4 separate regions of the Mus musculus genome follow, and all the other regions are linked to region 3. The links are chromatin contacts, called in public Hi-C and HiChIP or PLAC-seq maps. All regions are on one chromosome and are shown on one strand. The core of a region is the stretch at or near the end of the contact, and the rest is flanking DNA. Distances in the headings are between cores, read along the strand shown.

Region 1 (6,320 bases), core at 3,354-5,853, 190 kb after region 3:
CACCAACACCCACCCGTTTGCCTCTCCCCTCCAGCCCCGCCTCTCTCTCTCTCTCTCTCTCTCTCTCTCTCTCTCTCTCTCTCTCTCTCTCTCTCTCTCTCTCTCTCTCGTTTTCTCTCTCGCTCTCTCACCCCCACCCCCACCCCCACATTCTGTTTTCCCTCAGAGCCGTGAATGGGCAGGTCTGTCTCTGGTTTGGCATCGCTGAGTTCTTCCCACGCATTTGCCCCAGAGCTGCTCGGATGCGAGACGAAATCTCCCTACAATGGGCTCACTCCCATTGTTTGTACAGTTTAATAGATGCTGCCATGTTGGAGGTTACCCATGAGTCCAAAATCTGTTTTCCATGCTTCTTCTTGACACCGCATTGAAGCCACTCACCTGTGTGCGTCTGGGTATGAAGTCCAGCTCCTTCCGTGCAGCCCTGTGCTTGGACTCCCCGCCTTGCTGTCCTTTGCACCTCCTCATCGAGTGCCGTTTTGAAATGCTGACATTATATAAACGTAAAAGAAAATGTAAAAAAAAAAAAAATTAAAACACACACACGCAAATCCATACGATCTGTATTTGTATATACACGTGTCCGTACAAGTATACCTAAATAAAAATTAAAGATTTTCATCATTTTAATTGGATCCCTCCTTCTACTTCTTTTTCCTTAAATTACACTTTTATTTCAGGGGCTAGTTTTAAAACAATCTTTCTAGATAGAAAGGATAAAATGGCACAGAGAAGGTACGGAAGGAGCAAAGAATGCAGTATAAAAAAATAGCATATTTATTCTGACGAGAAAATGGTGGGACTTCTGTCTTGTCAGTATTTGAACCTTAAAGTAGGCAGTATGATAAGCCTTGTATCTTAAGTGAAGTAAGTACTTCAGTAGTATACACACTGTATTTTTTAGTTTGCACGTATTTTTCTATCCCTTCAAGATGAAGACTAAATAAGCATTTAGCACTTCAGAAAAAGCAATAGAAGTTAACTGTTTCATTTCAGTAGAGCCCAACCCTCAGTTCTCACTCTCCAGGGAGAATTGACTTCCATGGGATGTTCATGGCAAGTCACATGATAGCTTCAAGACCAGGTTTATGGATCTGAATGTGGCAACATTTTAGAAGTAACTTGCTGTTCTTTGACGCGCCTTGCCCTTTGGGCACTGTGAAGTCCATTTTGCATCTGAGTGATGATTTTGTCCTTGAGGACAATACCAATAAAAGTACAGTCAGCACAAAGTCCATCTATAGAGGAAAGCCCAGCAAATGTGTGGTGTAACCTACGCCTCGTGGACCTCAAGACTTGGCTTTAGTGACCTGATATTAACATTAAGCTCACCAAGAGCTCCTTACGATAATTATTTGGCAGGGCACCAAACACTAACAATTTACCCTCACTATTTCTTTTTGATAACAAAGGATGACAGCTTTCTAGAATGAGAAACAAGACACGGTTTTTAGGAAGATGTACTGGACTCTGCATGAGACATTTCTATCCAGAACAGTACGATGTTACCATTGCCATCTTCACCATCATCACCCAAAGCTTTAAAGCAGTCTTGATGTTCTCAGGGCTCTATGGAAAGGTCTTCACCATCTGGACTTGTGATGTTTGCAGTGTGAGGTGAGGCAGACTTTACATGAAAACTTAGCAGTAATTATGTATTGGCAATAGCATAAAATTCAGGCCTTTTTATACCATGCACAAATAGCTAAATGACTTTTTTTTTGTTTTGAATGAGTGAAGAAAATTGGGGATTTTAAGACTAGAAAACTCAAAGGAAATCATATAAACAGTGGTCGAAATGAAGTTAGAAACACTTTACAAAATTGAAAACTTGGTAAGTGAAAAGCTACTGTAGGCTTCCCAAGAGATGGTATCATGAGGTGGCCTATCACCATTGCTGCAACAATGCCAGCAAATGTGAGAGAGCCCAAGACAAGATGAGTGTCACTAAACAAATTTTGAATATGTTGGCTTCAAGAAGTTATCATTTCTTCCCTTAAGGTTATGAGGCCAGTGAAAAGGGGTGACAGCTTCAGATTCCACTATATGTAAGTCATAGCTGCTCGTGAATCCATGTCTGTACCTGTGTTAAACGGCTCAGGATCTCCATTAAGACGAAGGCTATACATGCATATGGATATACATACACATGGTGTGCATGCCACACACATAATTAAGGAAACAAAACAGAGTGAAACATGTAAACGGATGGGCAATTTGATCCTAGCTGTGAGCTTCCAGTGAGGAGCACTCAAAAGAGAGTACTATCCACAGTAAAGGCAAAGCAAGCTGGATCAGAGATGGCAGACCAGTGAACAATAATGTCACAGGAATCACACTTAGTTTTCCCAACTAGGCATTTGGAATTTGGAGTCATTTCCAGATGCTGAATATAAAGACTCATGGGATATTTAACATCTAGATTGCCATGTTTTATGTAAATAAAATACAAATACATATTAGAATCTTGTATCTCATAGGAATAAATAGTAAATATAGGTGCTATAAAAATTCAAGTACTTCTGAGAAATTGTTCATTGACCACAACAGTTTCCTGGGAACTGTTTGTAAAACACCTTCTTAGAGATTTCTTGCAAAGCTGTACCGTGTTCAGCTAATAATATCACAATCCTTTAGGAATGCATTGTAAAACTGCTGTGGAAGCATTCTGTTTTCCCTTTGGAAAGGAGATTCTAAAAAATCATAAATAACTAATCAGGCCAGTCTTCTGTCAGTTTTTAGGGTGATATGTTCCATTTTATTAAGTTGTTCAGCAGCTAAATGCATGTGTATGCCTGTTTTAAGGATGGAACCATTTCTGCTCCACTCTGAGTGGTAAATCTGTATTGGTTCTGTCCCTTGGTTAAAATACAGATTATAAGTCAATGCCTAAGATTAAAAGAAGAAGAAGAAGAGACCGGGAATTGCCTTGCACAGGAAAACAGTCAAGGGTATCTATCACCAAAGGTTTAGTTAGAGGTGATCTATCAAGCCACACTTGAGAAGAGCTTACTACCCAGTCATTGGGCTCACCGTGTAAATGGTATTTCCAGGTAGGACTACCATCTCCTTCCTGTTCCCAAGCAGAGTGCTTTTTTTTTTTTTACCCTTTCCTGTGGGATTTCTGGAGTCAACCCTTAGGACTGAGGAGAAGAAGTAGGGATAGTGGCCTCCTGTTCATTTAGCTTGTCCCAACATGATGAACTGTTCGTTCTTTCCATCCCGAATTGCCACACTCTGTTCAATGGTCTCTGCACTTGCTAAGATAGAGGCACGATCTAATTGCTTATATAACCCCACCACCACTGTTCGTTCTAAGCCTGTTGTGAGCTCTGCCTTATGGCTGCCAACCACAGCACCATCAGTACTGGTGCTGACAGCAGATGAATAGAAAGGAAGAGGTGGGAAGAAGAGCAAATAAACCCCACTAGTTTCTTCTCTTGTTATTTGCTATGGGTATTTATTCACTTATTTGTCTGTATGTCTGTCTTTACTTGAACAGGAGGTTTTTCTCTATCATCAACACGAGAAACTTTAACTGCAACCCATATCATAGTAGCTATGGGGAAAAAAAAGATCCCAGTGTCAGAGCCACAGGAGGGAGGGACATGGGCAGACCTGACCCATTTGGCTTGAAACCCAGCACCTCAAGGATGCTGTCAATCAATGTTAATCAGGAGACTCCAATCTAGTGGGTGGTTCTCTGAGTCAATAATGTGCTTTGAAATACCCTGGATTTTTACCATGATTATTGAAGCAAGAACTTCATGTCACTCGGTAACACACGGATGCTTGTCAATCCTGACAGGGACACAAAGGGAGGGATGGGGGGAAAAGACAACTCAAAGAGAGATGACAATGGGAAAATAGAACCAAATATTTTTCGCCTGCTGTTTTCTTCACAAGTACCAGGTGCTCTCTCAAACTGCACGTATGTTTTGAAATGTAAGTAGCCAAAGTAGTTTTCTTTCCTTCACAGCCATGAAACAAACCCCTAAAACAAGAGAAAGAACACGTTCAGTCCCAAGCACATCCCTGAAAGTAAATTTTATCATTACGCTTTTTGTTTTGTTTTGTTTTGTTTTGTTTTTGATCCTGTCCATACCCCTGCGCTCCCCCCCCCCCCCCCAGGAAAGGCCCCGTAATTTGTATGGTGGAGTGTGACAAGTGCTTCCTTGGAAATACGTGTTCTGCTTGACGAGCCTGAGACACGTTTTCTACAGTGGAGAGAACAGGACAATCTCTGTCTTTTCTTTATTTTTCACTAAAGACAGTGTGCCAGCCCGAAAGCCTACTCCATTTATTTCTCCTGCAGGGAGCCAGCGTGTTCCTTCTGGAAGATGCAGGTACTTAAAATAGTAATAGGCTTTGTGGTTTATAGAAAGTATTTCATCCCGAGATCTCAAAGGCATGGAGAATAAAATATAAACCAATGGCTCTTTCCAGCAGGCTCGGAAGAATTAACTGGGAAGGGGGATTGTCCCTACAAGAACAGAGCCCAGCAAGCTGCATTACCCAGGTATTCCAGGAAAGGAGGAGAGGCAAGTTCCAGTAGGATTTGGGCAGGGGCCCCAGTATGTTACTCCCCATTCCTAAGAACTTAAAAACCAGGGCTGAAGGAAAAACAAATGACATGTTTATCCCCCTTTTAAAGGAAGTTTCCAAAGCCCTGCAATCAGGAGAAAGGAACTGGGCAGCTTCCCAAATACTTATTTGTGAGTCACTGGGTTTACCATAAAAGTTTACTCTTCAATTTAACTTTCTTCTCTAATTTCTCAAGTCATTGCATGCCTTTTGGACATATTCAAACTTATCTCTAGAACTTGGGGAAAAGGTGAATTAATCCTAGGTATCTAGACAGAATTCAGGAAGCTTGTGGAAATCAACACCTATGGATGCCCAAGTGCTTGATATAAAATATTGTAGTGTTTATTAAAAAAAAACCAAACCACAGACATATCTCTGCATACCATAATTCATATCTATCCTCCTTACAATACCTAACAGGGTAAGTGCTCTGTAACTAGTTCTGGGGCTGTTTGGGAATAATGACAAGCAAAAAACCTACCTACACTGTTAGTACAGATGCGTTTTCAAACAGTGGTTGGTTGAATCCGTAGGTGCCGTACCTGACAGTGAGGAAAATCAACTGTAATCTGTATTGTGAGTTGTTTCAGGTGCCGCCCCTCCCCCCACCCCCACCACCTCCTCCCCCACCCCAGTCCCCCTTCATCCACATACACACACTTGGCCTTTTTTACTTTCTCTAGTTTTATGTATTCACTGCAGCTTTCTTCAGGGCACTGTTTGTCCTAAGCAGTGTGGCATTTGAAAGGGCACTGAGGATCATGCTAGGCATATTTGAAATCAGTCTGATAGCATCTAAAAGGCATAGGGGCAAAAAAGGGTAGGGGGATGACCAGCCAACCATGGCAATATTCACATATCGCACCACACCGTAGAGACTTCCCAGAGCTCAGCTGCACAGGGACACCATCTGCTCTGGCAGAAGCATCACTTGGCATTAGGGACCCTTGGTGTCTTTCCTTCAATTATGCTTATTTCCTACCCGGAGAGTGACCCAATGTTCCAAGGCCAGGTACAGCCATTATTACAATTAACCTCTTTTGACTGGTGTAGCTGGCTCAGCACGAGAGTGTGTGACTCTGAGACTGAAGGACTAGAGCCCATACCTTCAAAAGTCTAACTAGTCTGTACACAAAGATTCTGCAGAAATGACCCAACATGATTCTTGGTTTCAGGAATTCCTTAAATTCCCTTTCCAGGGTTCTGTTAGTGTGGACTTGGAGTTGGTATAACTTGCGCACCTTTGGTTCACTCTTGGTTACCATGAGTTAGAGTGAGCAGCATTCTCTGTGGTTTCAGCCCTTCCCTAGTCCCTGTCAGTATTCAACAAAGCAATTTAATCTCCCGGGTAAGTGACAGTTCTGCCCCTTGTAACTGGCATGGAATCTTTTTTTTTTTTTTAACTTGACTTGAGAGGTGAACTATCAGGAGAGTCTCAAGAAATCACACTAGCAAGTGCACTCATTAGTAAGCTGAATTGGTTTCAGCTGGATTGTTTGACTGTCCTCATCTCTTAGACTAGCTTCCCCCTCCCTCTCTCTTCCTTTTATCATCGATCCTGCTCACGAGACTTATTACCCACTCTGTGGACTGAGAACATCAGCCTCTGTTACTGGGCTATTCAAAACAGACACACATACCATACTACCCTGGCCCAATTCTGACAGTACCAGGTAGAGGGAGGAAGAAAGTGGGTTCTCCCGCTGTTGGCCAAACCCTTCTAAGATGATAGG
Region 2 (6,147 bases), core at 2,766-5,265, 230 kb after region 3:
ACTAAGGGGCAGAGCACCACTGTAAATGTCATGACTCTTCACCTACAGACCAGTGTTTCCTTTCGGTAGTGGATATCTATTTTATTAAAGTCAACAAAGCAAAATTCAGACATCAGGATGTTTTTCCCAAGCACCGCTAGCTGAGTACGGCGCCAAGTATAATGGAAAGCTGTTGACCCTCTTTTGACATAGTCTCTGCTCAAAGGACCCTGGGACAGTCACTGTATTCCTCATTAAGGAGCAGAACTTAATGGCTGAAGCTTAAGCTGACCATCACACCACATTTCTTTCCTTCTTTTTTCTTTTTAAAAAATCGTTAATTAATATTACATCATAATTGCTCCTTCCCCTCCCTTCTTTCCTCACAGTCCCCCCTCCTCTCCTAGATATCTCCCACCCTTTCTCCTCAGAGCAGGGGAGTCCTCCTATGGGTATCAACCCACCTTAACATCAAGTTGCAGTAGGACCACGTGCATCTTCTCCTATTTAGTCTAGACAAGGCAGTCCAGTTAGGGGAAAGGGATCCAAAGGCAGGCAACAGAGTCAGAGACGGTCCCTGCTCCTGTTGTTAGGCATACCCCATTTCTTTATCAGGTATATTTAACCTAATGTAAGCTAAGTTCATTCACTAGCTTGTTTGCCAGATGGCTTGAATGCATGGAAACGTAGAGACCAGAGCTTCTGGCAGCCATGTAAAACGGTGAGGACACTGAGGCTGTCAAGTTGAGAAGGATAAAGACGAAGCAAAGACAAACATTTCCAGGCTCAGGATCAATCCTCGTTTGAATCCAGAACACATCTGTCTCATTCAGTTCTGTGAGCCAGTATCTTTCAAGTTTTTCCTAAGCAAATTTGGGATTTTTGATAAATCACAATTGAATGAATACTAATCACAAACTGTGAAAAAAAAAGTGGAAAAGGGAACCCAGCGTATTCAACTCCATGTCTTCAAAGTGTTAAAGTGAGAACAGGACTGCCTCCCAACTCACCTTGCTTACCATTTTTATTTTTGCTATATAGATTGTCGGTGGCTAGCAGAAGTTCCCTTACATTGTCATCAATGTCTGTTAACGTGTTGTCCTACAAACCTGGCTGAGTCCGTGGGATATCCATCCCAGCCAGTCTCCTTCCATGACATGACGAAGGTTGAGTCAGCCTAGAGGCTGAGCTGAGCTGGTTCTTTGTCTCACTTGAGAACCTGAAACGAGAGGATCAAAGACAGGTGAGCAACCAGACTGCAGGTCATGCTGAGCCCGCTGAGAGTGTCCAGTGGTGTGATATTGACTGGCAAACACAAACACACATGCAGAGAAAGGAACACGGGGTGTGAACAGAGGAGACAAGAGGAGAGAGGGAAGAACAGCCAACTGTCAAAGTCATCGAAGTTTCTTAGCTCCCACTTTCCCGAAGCTTGAGTGAGACATGCTCAGGACAGACATGACGTCAGGCCCTAAAGGCCATGCTAAGGATAGTTTGGACAGACATTTTGAACTGCTTATATCCAGTAATGACAGTGTAAACTTGGGAATATTTATAGCAATTTTCTGTTTCTTGAAAATAAGTCTTCCCTAGCATTGTAAAGTAGCTTCAGCATTTTCTAAGTCAATATCACATAAAACTGTTTATGTATAAGAGTTGTAAAATTGGTGCTTTCTTTGAAACATTATTTTAAAATTTTATATATTTGCTTACTGTGAAAAAAATTAAGGAGACATACACTATATTAGTGAACTCACATACTTTATGCTATAAAGATTATGGAGGCAGGCTCCATGGTCAATTTTATTTTTTGCGTTTTGTATCACTTATATGACACTGAAAGCAACCACACCCATGAATTGGGTACAAAAGGACGATGATTTTAGCAGTGCATTCTGGAACCTTAGGACTTTCTTCAGATAGTTGAAGAAACTTCAAAGGGGGCAATGATTATTTTCCCTCAAAAGGTTTGGTTTTTATCAAAGAGCTAAAACATCTGCATTCTTTATCACAAATTTTAAAAAAAGCTTACAGAACATAGAACATATCAGAATTTGTTATTGTATCACAAGTTCTGGGTTGGGCTCTCTGCTAGTGCCCAGCTGAGAGGATGCTCATGGACTGGTTTCAGCACTGATGTATCTATCCGCTGAGTCCAAAAAGCTGTGCACAGAAAGCAGGGCATGCTTAGGCTGAAGTCCCCACTGCCATAGGTCACCCTGTGCAACGTGCATATGGGGACCTGCTCATTTTATTATTTTGGTTTTTTTTTGGTTTTTTTTGTTTGTTTTTTTGTTTTTTGTTGTTTTTTGAGACAGGGTTTCTCTGTGTAGCCCTGGCTGTCCTGGAACTCGCTTTGTAGACCAGGCTGGCCTCGAACTCAGAAATCCGACTGTCTCTGCCTCCCAAGTGCTGGGATTAAAGCTGTGCACCACCACCGCTTGGCTTAAGTAGGTTTGTTTTTAAGACAGGGTCTTGGTATGTAGCCCCTGAAATTTGTAGTGCAGAACAAAATAGTTTTGAACTTGCAGGAGGCTGGCTCTCTTCCTTTCCTGGTGCTGGGATTACAAGTATGCACTCTCTTCCCCATAAGTATGATGTATGGTTGTGGTGTCTGTCTTATGTTTTTCCTTGTCTGTCCACAGCTGTATGACTTTTTCAACTTTCCACATTTGTTCTTATTAGCAGCAAATAATAATAATAATAAAGTTTTGAGATTTCCGACCTTGTGCTAATGAACATTTCTAGGCGTCTCATATAATTTACCGAGCACATTATCACATCTTTGTATTTATTTCTGTAGTGTCTATAAAAGGCCAGTGAAACCAAGAAGAAACTGTTGCCTGCTAAGGTAGTTTGTGGTGTTGGAGACACAGGTCAGTTGGTAGAGGGCTTGCCAGCACATACTAAGGTCTGTCTTCGAACATATTAAAAAGCCTAGAGTGGTGATACACTCTTGCACACTTGAAATTCCAACACTTGGAAGGTGGAGACAGAAACATCAGGAACTCAAGGTTCCCCGCAGCAGCTATGTAGTGAGTTGGAGGCTAGCCTGGGCTACAAGAACCTTATCTGGAAAAGGAAGTTCTTATTTTAAGATATTTATTATGTAGTAAGGGAAAAAGCCAACTTCCTCCCAAATTGTCTCATACCCTGACTGTAAGCTTCAATCTGCTTCCCTATCTTTTTTTGCTAACGTGGTATCTGTATAAGAGTTTTGCCTGATTATTTTTGAATGGCCAGATTTTAAAGCACTGTGAAACATGGAGTAGGTACTCAGGGTTTCTTCATTCTTTTTGACAATGCAGGCAGAGAAAGCAGCACAAAGCTTAATTCTCAGTGGTCTTAGCTAGATGAGTCTATAAATTGAAAGTAATATAGGTCAGTCTTGCTGAAGGTGGAAGCTGGTGGTTAGCTTGTGTTTCTAAAGTATTATTATTTAGCATGTGGCTTCCTTCAGATCTTTAAAAAAATCTGATTTTCAAGAGTTCAAGAGTTCACTTGTCTCCCTTAGACCTCTAAGGTTTTTCAGGTTCTCTAATTTGTGCGATGGCACTGCATTGTCAATTGGTGATTCTGATGTCAGTTGCATCTCCATTTTATTTGCGCTTGTTCTAAACTGTCCACTCACTCTCTTGGGCGTCCCGAGAGCTTATGGCAGTGGACAAACTCACTGTGTTTTGCATGGGTGTGTAGGATCATTAACATTGGCCCATTTTCAGTAGATGCCATGGTTAACTTAAGTTTTATTTATTCAGTGACTGGCCTGTTAATTAGTTTCTTTGCACTATCTGGAATTTGGGTGTGGATGGAGTTAAAAGAAAAAAACAAGGCAAAACCCCCTGAGATGGCAAAATAGTGAAGCAGAAACTACATTTACACCTTAAACCTATCTAGTTACTATCCAGGCTGTGATCTGTTCAGAACCTCTCTAAAGCTACCTCATAAACACAAGGACTCCTGTCTTTTAAGACCCTCTTTGATTGGATGGTCAGCTTCCTTTGTCACAGGGATTAGCTCATTGCTTCCTTCTGTGTTCCCGAGGTGCCACGCCCCACCCTAACAGGGAGCCTTTGTGTCTCCAGGCCAAAGTCTTACTGTTGTGCTCAAGTGCTGGATCATTACCAAGGGCGAAACTCTGAAAACTTTATGGGAATGCTGATGCTGGAAAAGCTCCAAATGGAAGAATGCAATAGGAATATTGTCTGAGCGTAATAAGGATGCGGTCTGAAATATCAAGGAGCTATTTGGTTTCATAATCACAGCTGTCGGGTTTTCCTAATTTACCTACTTGAGCCAAATGTCCACTCTGATGAGTGATCCTGTTCGAATTGGGAGAAGGCCCTGGGTATAGTGATCTCTAAGAATACATTAAGTTCCTTGCGGGTCAGATAAAGGCCTATGGTGCATTCTCTTCTTGTAAACGTTTTTGTTAACATCCTGACCCTCAGTATCTGTAGATTTGACCTTATGTATGATTAGGATGTATTAAAAAAAAATGTGTTGAGTTAAGATGCTGCCTCTAAATGTTTATCTGATACAAAGTTGTCAGCTCCAGAAATCATGGGCAAGAAAAACAGACTCGGCAGGCTGGGTTTGTATATTTACACGTGTATATAATATATGCATGTATATGTAACAATTTGGCATCAATTTGAGCTGGAGAGTGGGGAGACGTGGAGAGGAGAAAGACAGGGAACACTGGGGGAGTTGGAAGGAGAAACGGGAAGAGGAGTGGAATAATTATCTTTTAATTACAGATATATGTTTCTAAAAGTCGGGATTATGCCAGACTTGATTGGGATGATCCTTAATCCAAGTCGTGATAAAAAGATAGACAAAGAAACAGATACATAGCAGAGGAATCACTGGCCTTGTTTGTCTGAAAGCCAATAACCACCCATGGTCCCTGGTATCACTGATGTGGAAATCATGGAAGCAATTAGTTCTCTCCAGTACTCTCGGGACACCATCCACGCACCGGCTTCTCCACTTGGGGCTTTCAGACACCTGGTTGGGGGAAGATCGATTTCTGTTGTTCTATCCACCAACCTCAGAGTAATTAGTTATTACAGTCCTAAGATTGCTATGTGAGGATGAAAATGGAGGTGATGTGACCCTGACCTTCTTAGCCATTATATTTCCATCTCTTGCCGACACCCCACCCCCAGACTGTTGCATTTCACAGATAACATACCTTTTAATGTTTTATGTTTTCTTCCTTTATTATCTGGCAGAGAGGAACAATACGGGCTCCCTCGAGTCTTAAGTTAGCTGAACTACCTGGCACCTTTCCCTTGGCCTGTCTTGAAATATCTGACTCCTGAGAAGGGCTCACCCTTGGCCTTCCATCTTCAGGTGGACCCATCCCTTCCTCTTCCTTCTCCCACCGTCTCTATGAGAATTGACTTGACTAGTACTATATCCCCTGGATTCATGATATCTGCCAGCAAACATGACATTTGATCTGCCAGGTAAATAAATATTAGGTCACTGTGTAAAGAAAGGACCATTGCTGAGTTAAGATATACGGTCATGTAAGCAGTGCATCTGTTTCTCATGGTGTCTTATCCTCAGGCACAACTTCAGAATAGAACAAATATAAAGTGGAAGATTCCTGGTGGGAAGGACAGATAGGCAAACACAACTGTCCTATCCTTGGGTACCATCACATAGCAATCTGTCTCTCATCTCCTGTCTCTGAACTGTACTGGTTTCGGGGGGGGGGGTGGTAAAGTACCAACCCAAGAGCAAAATACAGGAGGAACCATCCAGAAGTGTAGCTCGGGTATACTCTCATAATTACCATAATAAGCAATTTAGGTAAGAGCTTGAATCCAGAGTCTGAACATGCTTTGATTTTACTTTCTCCGTAAAATTGGACACTTTAATACCATGTTCTTCTGCTCCGAGGCCATTCCTTCCGTCATCCAATGAAGTGGATGAAAGAACTCATGCATGTAACAAGTCAGAGGAGGTTTCCTGTTGCCACTTCCTTTAATCTATCAAACCATTAGCAGACTGTTAGTAAACATTTTGTTGTTATGGAGCATGGCTATATATAATAAATATAGCCATTTTCTGACTTGAGATGGTTTGACTTAACAATTTTTCAATTGTAGAATCATACACAAGCAATGGATACACATTAGAGATCAGGCATCAAAT
Region 3 (5,543 bases), core at 1,698-4,197:
ATTTCTGGGGACCTCAAAGTATATTTGCTGTTGGCAAATGTTAATGTTCTCTTACCTAAGTGATTTTAGAAGCTAATGGAAACCCGTTCTGTTAAACAGATAGAAGGACCTGTAATCTCTTCCCTCTTAGTATCTGCAGTAGTTTCTAAAGTTTTCATTTCCTGGGAGGATGGATGCAGACTTCTTGGAAAGAGGGACCTTATTCTGCCCGATTTGTTTTTACTGTGCATGGTGTTTCTGCAGTAGTTTATTTTGTAGCTTTCAGGATTATCAGCTGTCCAGACTATCTTGTCAGCAAAGAAAAAAATAGAAGAAATTCCAGACAAAGCCTCCCCATTTTCCATTTTCATCTGTGAAGAGTTTGGTAGACATATTAAGAAGTAACAAAGAATATCTAAGCAGCCCTGTACTAATTGGTGCTGCAACAATGTTTTTAATGGGTTCCCGTGGTTCTTAGAGAGGAGGTCCTTCATGCGGATACCCTGTATCCCCGTGGCCACAGAGGAATCCAAGCATCAGGGAGGGTATCCACTTAACCTGCTTGGGTCAGTCTGTTTATCAATATGCTATTTCCCTAATTATTCAAAGATTCCGTCCTGTGTGATATGGGAAGAATGTTTTATTTTTTCCTTCATGTTAAGAACTGGTTTTCATCTCTCAGATCTCTTTGATTATCCACCTGTTATGTTTCTTCCTTCAGAAGAAAACTAAAGAAAAGTTCAATTATATTATTTTGCATTACACTGGAAGATCGAGTGTAAAGGGGGACATTGTGTGATGTCAGGAAATGGTTCTTCATGTTAGCGGAGTAATTGCCCTCTGCTGTGGCTTTGTACCCCGGGATACAGGGTGCCCTTCAACGCCCTCAGTGATGATGGGCATAAAACAAATTGCGAGCGGTGTGTGTAGTGAATGTAGTGTGACTGCATTTTTTAATGTGTAAGTAGGCTTAGGTTTTTATCCTCCTTATCTTAAGCCCCCGTCAAGATCAAACTCACTCGAGCATTCACATCCACAATTGAATCTCACCAGCTTTTTTTCTTTAAGTTAACATCAGTTCAAACTCTCCCTACTGCTTCTGTCAATAGATCTTTTAAAGGCAGGCATTAGAGTTAAGTTTGCCTTTAGTGTTTTCCCCCCACACTGCATAACGTTGAGCCCAAGGGCTTCTTTTAATAGGCATTAGTTAAGGCCTAGAATTGGGTAGACATTTGTGAAGGAGACTTGAAGTTTGGAACAGAATTGGTCTTTATAGCTTTTCCATGGGGGGAAATCTTCTTAGGAGAATAAAGGCTGCCTGCTAATCTGCTACCATCTGGAGAATGAAGAAGCCAGAGGTTGTTGGCACCAGGTCACATCCCTTATGTAAACTGTCAAATTCTTTTCATATTAATGGCATATTGAGTTTAATCTGAGGGGTATCAGACAGAGCTTATTTATTGATACTCTCTCTCTCTCTCTCTCTCTCTCTCTCTCTCTCTCCTCTTGCTGACATAGTTTCTAAGTATTGTTACAATATGAGAGTATTGTAACACAGTGTAGCTTAAAAAAAAAAAAACCAGAACAAGGTTGGCTTCCTGAGAGATGGCGGACTTCCCTTGTGCTAGCACATGGCTTACTGTTGTGATGTTTGCAGAGGTGAATAACCTTCTCCACGGCTTGTCCAGCTGATAGCCACTGTACTTACCCCACATTTGAAATAAAGAGAGGCTGATTCTGGCTTTCCTAGAGAATGCATGTGTGAACATGGATGTGCAGTTTGGAGCCTTTGGACACGTGGAGCAACTGAAGTCATCCCAAGTCTTATGGGGGTCATCTACTGTCTAAGTGGTAACCAGTAAAAGTTCTTTGCATTTGAACATAATTATGAGAACCTCTGGCTTCCTGTAGACACAGGGTCAGGTAAACTACAGGTGTCTTGATAACTCTATTCAGAGAAGAATTATTCCCCAAACGGGTACAGATTGATCGGGTTCATTGTAAAATTGCTCAGTTCCCCCCTCTTATAAATAAAAATCAGCCCACATTGTCATTCTCACAGCTTTTGGTAGGTAAACATTTCCCTCATCAAGCTATTCCTGGGGATGCCTGCCTACAGGACCAGCTAAGGCAAGAGGTGAATAAAATACACTCTTGAATTAAATATTGTCCCACATCGGACATGGGGACAAAAACACACCTGACGGTCAGCAAGCGTTCTTCGAACTAGCACATACAAGGATAACTATAAACTGTTTCATTTGGGTAGTCTTCCACTTGCAGAAGAAACACAAAGAACTGAAAACTAAAAATTTCAGCAAACTGGATCCAATAAAGAGCAAACAACCCGTTTCGATGTATGGCAGTGTCTTTAAAATTCAGAAATAAGGGATCCCCCCCCCACCCCCCCCACCCCCGGTCCTGTATTCCATGGGCGTTTCTTCTTACCCCTTGGTTTCGTATGTAAACTAGAAAATGAAAACCAGACCCAGTGACCCAAAGGGGATGAAGCATGTTTGTTTTGTCTATTATATTTCTCTGCTCACGCCTAGATGCCTTGCATCCCTGTCCCCCGTGTTTGAAGTCGAGAGCTGGGAACAGACATGAGATTGAGGTCCCAGGGGGAAGCCAAGTTCAGCCTGAGCTGGTGAACTCTCGGAGACTAAGGGCATATAACTCCGAGCTAAAGACGCTCAAGTATGACGTTTCTGTCAGGAGTGCAGAGACCCGTGTGCCTCCACAAACAGGTTTTCTTTGTGGTAGTCTGAACCAGCTGAGCGCCGTGGCAATTTTCCTTGAGTAACTAGTTCCAATGGACGACAGCGAGTTTAAACACGAGCCCCAGATTACAAAGTGTTTTCTGCCCAAAGTGTTTTGCTGGAATTTTTTTTGGGGGGGGGGAGACGACGGGGGGGGGTAGTGTGCCAATATTGTGAAACATTAGCAGGGTTTTGTAAGAGGCCAAACATAGGACAAAATAGGTGAGAGGGGAAAGCGGAGACACTGGAAGAGCAGCTCATGAAAAAATGTCTGTGCACCTAGTAGCTCGCAAAGAAATAGGGGGTAAGTGGGGGATGGCGTGGGAACACAAGGCTGATTTTAGGTCACTCGCTGGCAAGGTGTTCTGTCTACTGTTCGAATGGGTTTTAATCCTAGGCTGCTGTGTCATGTGCTTGGGACCTTAAGTAATTACTATTAAGAATGTCACAATAAACCGGAGCCATTAGAAGGATAGTGGAGATTTAGTCCCATAGTCAAGCGCTATAAACATGTGAGTGTAATTTAGGAATCCTTTCTGCGGCTGGGCCCCATAAAATGGCCTCTTTCCTCCCTGGCTTTCCAACGTCTCACCTGCAAAGCAGTAATCAGCGTAGTCATTCTTTCCAGCCGCCTTGTAATTTATCTGACTGCAGAGAACCGTGACGGAGGTAGATTGTGGTTGGGGCGGTGACCCGCACCTTTTGCTCTTTTTGTGTGCTTTGCGAGGGACTCGCCCATCTAACCCTGCCGGATTCTCTGTGCTGTGCAAGCAATTCTGCCTTCTCTGGAGAGAGACCAAGAGGCGGAGTTCAGAGTGGCGGCCAGCAGGGGGCGCCCTTGCCAGATAAGAACAGTTTTTTTTTTTTTTTTCTTCCCCCAATACCAACATAGCACAAACATCACACAGTCGCTATCCTGTCCTTTTAAATTAATTTGGCTCAAGATTGGCCCCCAGAAACATTTTGCTTTGTGTTCCCAGCTCCCGGGCCACACCTGTCTGACAAGTTCTTCCACATCACTGTTTCCAGCTTCCATCACCTTAGCTGCCAAATGGTCACCTTTTACTTAGAAACTGGAGAGTGGTTTTTTTTCTCTCTTTCTATATCACAGGTCAAGCTGAAGGGCACAGTCACCTGCAGGGAATGGGACCAAGTATGTTCACTGAGCATTTTGCTGTTTTACATGAGCTCACCAAGAAAGAATGTCTCTACGAGGGAAGGAAAAACCTGTTTCCTTAGAGTGGCCCACAGCTTGTTTTCTCTTGTCAGGGTGATAGCTCTTTGGTTCCTGCCAGTGGGTATACACTGGGAAAGGTGGGAAAAGATCCTGAAAATTCCAGGGGTGGGCGATTCTTCTAGCTGGGAGGACAGTGTCTGATTCCTAAGGGTGACTCAGTACAGTAATTCTGACAGTCTAAACAGCACGCACACACACAAATACATGAGTGTGAATGTGTGGTAGATGACAGTCTATCAGGGTGGTGACTAGAGGAAGCATTTTGTTTCTTAAAAGCTTGGCTTCCATGAACTTGGTGCTGGACCTTTATTGGATAAAGTCCTCCCACCCAGCCAGACAGCCAGACGTCTGCACAGGAAGAGTTCCCAGTGCACACCAGGGCCTGTTACCACAATCTAATGCTTTATCGGGAGAGCCTTTTCTCGACTGCCCGAGCCACTAGGATCCTGTGCCCTCTGCTCTGCTGGAGGACGAGCTGCCCTGACACTAGAACGACTGCCACTCTGGCTGAGGTGAGGTGGAGGGCAGAACCTGCAGCAGGGGATGCTGTACTCTGCTTCAGGCTCTGAGCCCTCCTCTGCTCCCCATCCTCTGAGGCTGGCTCCAGTTTTCAGCTAGTCCTCAGGCAGCCGTGATTCGCAAATCACTGCTTCCTGTTACACATTCTAAAAGGGAAAGAACACAAGGACCTTGAGAGCAGGTACTTAGCGCCGAGGCAGCAAGGTGAACTCATTGAGTCTCGGGTAGCTTTCAGGAGTCTGTGCGCAGTGAGTTTGTTCAGATGTTTAGTAGTTGGCAGTTATTTGAGGACATGACGTTTTCTTGCTTTTCAGCCCCTTGCAAGTCTTTAACCATTTCAGCTATCTAAAGAGAGAGTCACAACTCCTTTATCTGTTGGTTCTAGTTTGCTCATGTAAATGGCCTGGTTAAGGTAGTCACACATGTGCAAAATAAGGCCTCAGAATTAGTTTACTAAAAAAAAAAAAAAAAAAGAATGGCATTTATTTTCTGTCCCGGCACCCTGCTACTAACAGAGTCATTTAATGCCTGCTTCTCAAGCTCTTCTTCATTTTAGAAGTCATCTTTAGATGATGTCTTTCCCTAAGCCTCATTGTTCATGAGTTATATTGTGAATCCATTTGGACACTGACCAGGAACTTGGTATAATTGCTCACACACAAGTAAAAGCTTTCTCTGTGTATTAATTAGTTGATATAAGGGATTAAGATGGTTACAGGAAAGGCCTTGCTGCTTCCCCGGGAATAGTTAGGCCAGGTGGGTGCCAAGGCTTTGTCCGATCCCATTTGCTCAGCAGGTTCCCTTGATGAAGGCACAGAACATGTACAGCAGCGGGACTCCATGAGGCAGGAAAACACAGGGTCTTTTGGATTCACTGTTTCTGTTGATATGAAATGTGGAGTATTAATCAAGACTAATTACAAGCACTGAGTTTAGAACAAACTGGAGGGCAGCTCAGGGCATGGTTATATCTGTAATCATGGGCTGTAAGGTACCAGGATAATTACTAGAAATTAGAGGTCCTTCAGTTTTGGGTCTTCTCAAAAATA
Region 4 (5,977 bases), core at 2,800-5,299, 150 kb after region 3:
ACAGTGACCCAGGGTCAGTTGCTGGGCATGGTGGTGCACATCTATAATCCCCATGCTTGGGAGGCAGAAGCAGGAAGATCTCTTTGACTCTGAGGCCAGCCCAGTGTACACAGTGAGTTCCAGGTCAGCAAGGGCTGCAGAGTGAGACCCTGTTTCAGAGGAAAAGAAAAACAGGTATCAATGAAAAAAAAACTAATTAACATGTTCCAAGTTATGAGGGTCATTAATTCTCATCTGAAGAGTTTGTAAGAAAGAGAAATGTTGCTGGAGAGGAAGGCAGGGTTTTTCTGGGGGAAGGGGGGCATTAGCACATAAGTACATTGAAATCATTTGCTATGTGATAATGCTACCCTCTGAACAATTACTCCTTAGATATATAACATGCCATCTCATCTGTGTCCTGTGGCAACTATTGTTGCCATTTTTCTTTTGATGGAAAAACAAAAAAACAAAGGGAGTCTAGATTATACTACTACATTACTGTGCGGATGGATCCAAGTCTGAGTGAATGCAGCCTCCCTCCAAAGTTACACCCTTAACTTTTATCTGTGAGTGGAAAGTCATGTTTAAAACCTAATTCTATAAACAGCCCTGATAGTTATCGAGAAATTATTCTCATCTCAGAGACTGTGATAGCTTTCACCTGACTTCGGACTTCTCTATTGCTTCTGTTTCCTTCAGCTCTGTTGCCATAGCTATATAGTTTCGTGTGTGTGTGTGTGTGTGTGTGTGTGTGTGTGTGTGTGTGTGTGAGCTTTTATGATGCTTATGTTAAAATGAATTGCTAAATCAATAAAGTTTGCGGGATTATTGGTTTAATTAAAAAGCAGAATTCTGACCATTCGGGATGATATGTTTATTATTAGCGTCCCTTTGAGAAGATTTATGGAAGCTATTTCCTGAAATACTTAACATTCAAAATTCTATAAATCCACTTATTAAACTCAACTTAGGGCTGTCTTTTACTATGCATCCTATTTGTAAAAGATCTACTGGGGTGTAGAAGGTCACTCTTCTCTTGTTGAAGCAGATTGTCTTGTGCTTAGCAAGCTGTGTTTTCTCTGCAGGCCTGTGTGGCATACACTGTAAGTGTCTGTGCACAGCCTTTGTCCCCAGGTGCTCAGAGTCCAGTGTGAGGAATACAGATTTCATAAAAGCGACTAAAGCGTTGAAAGTAAAACGTCTCATAAAATCAGCGCTGTTCCTAAAAAGAGAAAACAGCGCTGACTTGAGAGTCATGGTGGTCTTCAGTTCCGAGGGCCGTCCTTAGTGTGCTAGCCTACCTTGGGAACCAAGGGGGAAGGTTGCAGAGTCTCGGAACATCCTTCCAGATTGTCTGATTTACTCCAGTTTGTGGACCTACAGTGTAGAGACCCATTTGAACATCCTCCCCAGTTCCTTTTCCTAACCCGGGGCGATGCTGCCTGAAAATTAGAGACTTGTGTCTGAAACAGGCACTGGGGGATTCCAGGGAGTGAACAGGTCACGTAAGTGGTGGCTTCAATCTTGCAAAAAGATGAAATTTTCTCTTCTGAGTGTTACCATAGCTAAGGGAATTCTGGCTACAGAAGACTAAGCCAAACTGAGGTAGGCTGAGATGCTGAGAGCTATCATTCTCGTGGTGGTAAGCCATCTTTCTTACTGTCTTACCAACCAAGCTGTCTTTATTTCCTCAGAGAGAGATTCTCCTTCAACTTAGCTGGGGCAAAGGAGACCGAGGTCAACCCTGTGATACCTTTACATACACACACACACACACATGTATAAGTATATGTACATGAATATATATATACACACACACATATATACACACGCATGTATATGTATATGTACATGTATATGTATATATATGTACATATATACACATACACACATATATGTACATGTATATGTATACACACATGTATATGTATATGTACATGTATGTGTGTATATGTGTATATATATACATATATATATATATATACAATTTTTAAAATGTTATTATAAAATCAACTCCTTTTACATAGTAATAAGCTGCTTAGACAAGGATAAAAACCAGAAACATGGAGACCAGAAGCAGGAAGCTAGCGGGTGTGCAGCATTCATTTCGGGTTAACAAATGTGGAAGGCAAAGCTATTTCTGTAGAGAGAGGAAAGGAAAGTCACTGAGCCTGGCATCCGTCATACAACCCAAGGTTGTCAGAGGCGCATGAAGAAGCCAACGCCTGTTGTTCGTGACCTTTGGGGCTTGATCGCTTGTTTTCCTCTGCCTGATGTCAGAGCCTGTATCTAAATGGAGTGATGATTTGGTTATGATTAAAGGTCAACAAGGATGTGTATTTAATCACCATTTACCACTCATAAATCGGGTTAGACAGCAGTCATTTTAAAACCCCAATAATATGCTCTGATTCCTAGAAAATAAGTCTATTGTCTCATCTCCCTTTAAAAAAGACTTTGTGTTGAGAAAAAAAAATTTCACAATGGAGACACGTGGGCCTGGGGTGCACCTCACTTAGGTATGTTTAACTGGGCAATACATCTCAACCTTGGCCTGAAGGTACCCATCTATAAATGAGCCACCCGAAGTGCTAGTTTAATAAATGGTATTCTTAATATTGATATCCGAGAGGCAATTAGTTACTTTCTTAGTTCTATCAAAATTAATGGTTACTTCCATGACAAATCTTTATGGGTACTTTAAATTATACATTTGCGTATGTCAGAAATAGTTCCTATCATCAACCAGTTTGAAATACAGTAGTCGTCAGAAATAGCTCACTGTCATTTACACACAAGTACATTTTTCTCACAATTTTTATAGTATCAAATGTGACCGAAATGTATTAATTCAGTTCAAAAGGCATTAATTCAGTTCACTGGCTTCATTTATTTTTCTACAGTGGTAAAGATGTAGAAATATCATTCGGCTCACTCAGAGAAGCATCGCTTGGTTCAAATCCAAGTCTGGAGTGGTCAGATGAATGCGTACAAAATATTTTCAAGGTCTAACTAGAAAATTACTTTACCGTTGGCAGGATTTGCGCACTGATTTTTCTCTCATAGAGTGTCTCATACCTGAAAAACCATAGAGAAATATTCTTTTTCCCTAAATTGAGAAACTCAGCTGTAATCTAAATGAAATGGGATAAATTATCTTTTTCACAATTATCCATTAAAGAGAGAATTAAAATTAATATTAATCACAGATGTTTCATCAGGCTTTATTATCAGCCAGATTGACTGCCAAAGTGCTTTCTGGAAGACATTTTCTCTCCATCCCCCACCTGCTACTCAGAACAAACTGTTACTCTGGGTCCTTAGATAAAGATTAATGCTTTTGGCGATTCGTTTGAGGAAATCCATATTTTACTGTACATTCCACTTCAGTTCAAGGCACCACTAAAAAGCATGGTTTGTCACTTCACTGATAAAATTATGCAGTAGAGACATATGGGATGATATTTCTTTCTATCACCATCAGAAACTGGCTAATCAATAAGTCTCCCAAGGTTGGTATCACCCAACCCAAGTTGTTTAAGTTTCAGCAAGACTTGTCAGAAGGAAAAAAAAAATGCCTGTGTTTAGGAGATGCATACGCGTTGCATGCATTATTTCACAGGCAATCTCTCATTAGCTTGCCATGGTTAGTTTTACTAGAGTATATTATATAAAATAGGTTTTATTGTGAAAATTTCGTATGTACATATAACACATGTTGGCCAATTTTTCTTCTACTTTCCTGGCTTATTATTACCCATCCAACTTAAGTTTGATACTGTTTTAATTTTGAGGCTGCTTCCTGAAGTAATTGCCAACTATTTGGCCCTTGTAGTCATTGTGAATGTTTCCTGGTGTCTCTGCCATTTGCAAAGGGCAGTATCCACCAGTGCTATGTCCACTAATTAAGTTCCTCTGCATGGAAACAGTTTTTATCAGTTCCAGCAACGTCCACAACCTCCCCATTACTCTAGAAAGAACTTGCTTCTGTTAACCTGATCTCACTGGATGGGGAGGATTAAAGTCTGGGGATCTAGAACGTGGCATGTCTCATCAAGTCATAGTCATGTGCTTTTCTTAACTGCAGTATTTCCACATTCCTGAGTGGTTGCACTCAGGAATCAGGGTCATGGGAGGATGGGTTTGATTGGCATCTATGCCTGTCCTTTGGCAAGAATAAAGAGCACCATGATTGTCAGCCCCAAGAATTCATGGAATACGGCAGAGACAGTTTTTCAACAGGCTTTTTTGTTTGGTTTTGTTTTGTTGTTGGTGGTGGTGGTGGTGGTGGGTGTTTTGGTTTGTGTTGTGGTTGTTTTGTTTTGTTTTTGATGGTTTGTATTTTACCCTAAGTAAAATAGGTAATGGTGCCAAATGGACTGAAACAATTAATGACCAAAGCGAGTGTGCACTTCACCAATGAACTCTACTGTAAAACGCCAAGTGCAGTGGTTCAGAACCTCTGAGAAAAATCTATTTAAGTTACTTGAGTGCATCTGAAGCAGGGCATCAACTCCTTTAGGGTTCTCATTTGTCACACGGTAATATTCTTTACACAGTACTCTTGTATTTGCCTAATACCTTTCCAGGATTAACTGAGGTCAACCCATTAATGATACTGGTATGCATGCTTCAGTTAGGATTTCTCTCCCATTTAATTGCTTTTCCTTCCTTTGATAGAGGTGGCATGAAATGAACAAAGACTCTGAGACAAAGAAAGAAAAGCCTTTTGTTTCTAAGGTCCTTTAATTGGCATCTGTGGAATATAAGAAAGGCAGTTGTTAGGCGCCTGGGTTCTGGGTGCAGGATCTCAAAGGTTCACTCAACCTTGACATCTTCGGAAGTTACTCTAGGGTGTGGATGTGTAGAGCTTCCCTCATCTTAGTCACTGATAATCCAGACAGGAATAACCGGCGTCATCTTGTCTCTGTGAGTTCAGGTCTGAGGTTGAATATGGTGACACTCATGGTAAAGACGCTTTCATCTACATGATACCATTTGCAAATCCATCCAGGTTGCTGAAGACTTTAGTCAAACGTTCCCACACAGAAATGCCCAGTGTCTTACACTCAAACCTGGCAGGGAACTTAGCACCTTGAGCTATGCTCTTCAGTTGAAAGAAGACTGGATGATAATTTCAAACTCCGTCTCTCACTCTTGAAAAGTTAAGGTGCTGAGTGTTCAGACTGCACATGCTCTCCCTTTGCTGGAAATGCAGTGGTGTAAGGAAAGGAAGAAAAGATGGCAAAGGATGGGGAGAACTGTGCCCATCAAGAATCCAAGAAATGCAGCACCTCCCAAGCCTCCCAAAACTTGGGCAAGAAGAGTCTTGCTTGCAAAAGTTTGGTCTAGCAGACATCAATGACAACAAAGTCCTGATGTTGATAAATACTTTTAAATTCGGTTTTCCACTCCAAGGAAACTTTCTAACTGCAGCAGAGCATAGAGGATGTAGCATTGGTTTTCTCTCTTTGAGGGGATGTTTAGAGGTCTGCATGGTTTTTAAACAAGTATGACATGGGACAATTATGACTTTACAGAAGACAAATGCCAGAGTGGCTGCTCCGTTTACAAAAATGGGATTGTTGTTAATAGTCCCAGAGCCTTTTGGGCAATGCTTTTATTTCTTAAAAGGTGGTTTACATGTGCTTTTCAGAACCAGAGTACTTACTAGAAGCCAAAGGAGTTGTCTGTTTTAAGCAACTGTAAGAGGCTAGAAGAACATTTCTTTGAAGGAAAGGTAAAATTCTCCTCGGTACCCAAGAATTGGATTTAAAAAAAAAAGATTATAAACTTATTCCTTAATACGAGGATGGTGGTAGTAATTTGTAGTTTGTTCATGTGGCAATGTAATGTGATGAGGATGTACTGTAGGTAATTGCAGTGGTGCTGTGGCATTGTTTACAACTGTAATTTCTGTAGTGGGGTGTGGCGGTACATATGCTATGGTACAATAGTGTAGTGTTGTGTGTTTTGTGGCAATATAATAGTAATG

What was found. Hi-C and Micro-C count contacts between places; a contact is called where the count stands out from the background. HiChIP or PLAC-seq counts read pairs in DNA pulled down with a chosen protein or histone mark.
Region 1: a contact with region 3 is called in a Hi-C map of uterus, with 2.0 times the contacts expected there. The contact joins two enhancer-like sites. A contact is called at or near these places in 5 of 39 promoter capture datasets (the 3T3-L1 cell line, cranial neural crest, hippocampal neurons and 1 more), 6 of 484 Hi-C or Micro-C datasets (the C2C12 cell line, the N1E-115 cell line, adipose-derived mesenchymal stem cells and 3 more) and 1 of 9 other capture datasets (embryonic tail).
Region 2: a FOXA1 HiChIP or PLAC-seq map of pancreatic cancer cells shows a contact between it and region 3. The contact joins two enhancer-like sites. A contact is called at or near these places in 3 of 484 Hi-C or Micro-C datasets (cardiomyocytes, pancreatic cancer cells and ventricular fibroblasts) and 2 of 115 datasets of contacts at active chromatin or transcription factors (heart atrium and pancreatic cancer cells).
Region 4: a contact with region 3 is called in a Hi-C map of epidermal suprabasal cells, with 1.8 times the contacts expected there. The contact joins two enhancer-like sites. A contact is called at or near these places in 5 of 484 Hi-C or Micro-C datasets (epidermal suprabasal cells, granulosa cells, muscle stem cells and 2 more) and 1 of 115 datasets of contacts at active chromatin or transcription factors (heart atrium).

Annotation. Positions count from the first base shown.
Region 1 is chr17:62,597,269-62,603,588 of GRCm38.p6, reverse strand. It overlaps Efna5 (ephrin A5), which reads left to right. Exons shown (of 5, transcript NM_207654.2): 5 at 1-632. Among named protein-coding and RNA genes, the nearest start is that of Gm25800, 140 kb to the right of the region's middle. Within about 2 kb of position 4,603, at least 21 of the 459 cell types and tissues checked have an H3K27ac peak or open chromatin away from gene starts, as enhancers often do. A contact at or near this core is called in uterus, where this site is marked.
Region 2 is chr17:62,555,334-62,561,480 of GRCm38.p6, reverse strand. No RefSeq gene overlaps it. Among named protein-coding and RNA genes, the nearest start is that of Gm25800, 100 kb to the right of the region's middle. Within about 2 kb of position 4,015, at least 14 of the 459 cell types and tissues checked have an H3K27ac peak or open chromatin away from gene starts, as enhancers often do. A contact at or near this core is called in pancreatic cancer cells, where this site is marked.
Region 3 is chr17:62,782,130-62,787,672 of GRCm38.p6, reverse strand. The region is part of intron 1 of Efna5 (ephrin A5); the gene reads left to right. Gm52303 (a long non-coding RNA gene) reads right to left here. Exons shown (of 2, transcript XR_003952355.1): 1 at 3,331-5,543. Gm46583 (a long non-coding RNA gene) reads left to right here. Exons shown (of 2, transcript XR_001782160.2): 2 at 1-5,543. Among named protein-coding and RNA genes, the nearest start is that of Gm46583, 5.7 kb to the left of the region's middle. Within about 2 kb of position 2,947, at least 144 of the 459 cell types and tissues checked have an H3K27ac peak or open chromatin away from gene starts, as enhancers often do. A contact at or near this core is called in epidermal suprabasal cells, pancreatic cancer cells and uterus, where this site is marked.
Region 4 is chr17:62,633,268-62,639,244 of GRCm38.p6, reverse strand. All of the region lies in intron 2 of Efna5 (ephrin A5), which reads left to right. Among named protein-coding and RNA genes, the nearest start is that of Gm52303, 140 kb to the left of the region's middle. Within about 2 kb of position 4,049, at least 4 of the 459 cell types and tissues checked have an H3K27ac peak or open chromatin away from gene starts, as enhancers often do. A contact at or near this core is called in epidermal suprabasal cells, where this site is marked.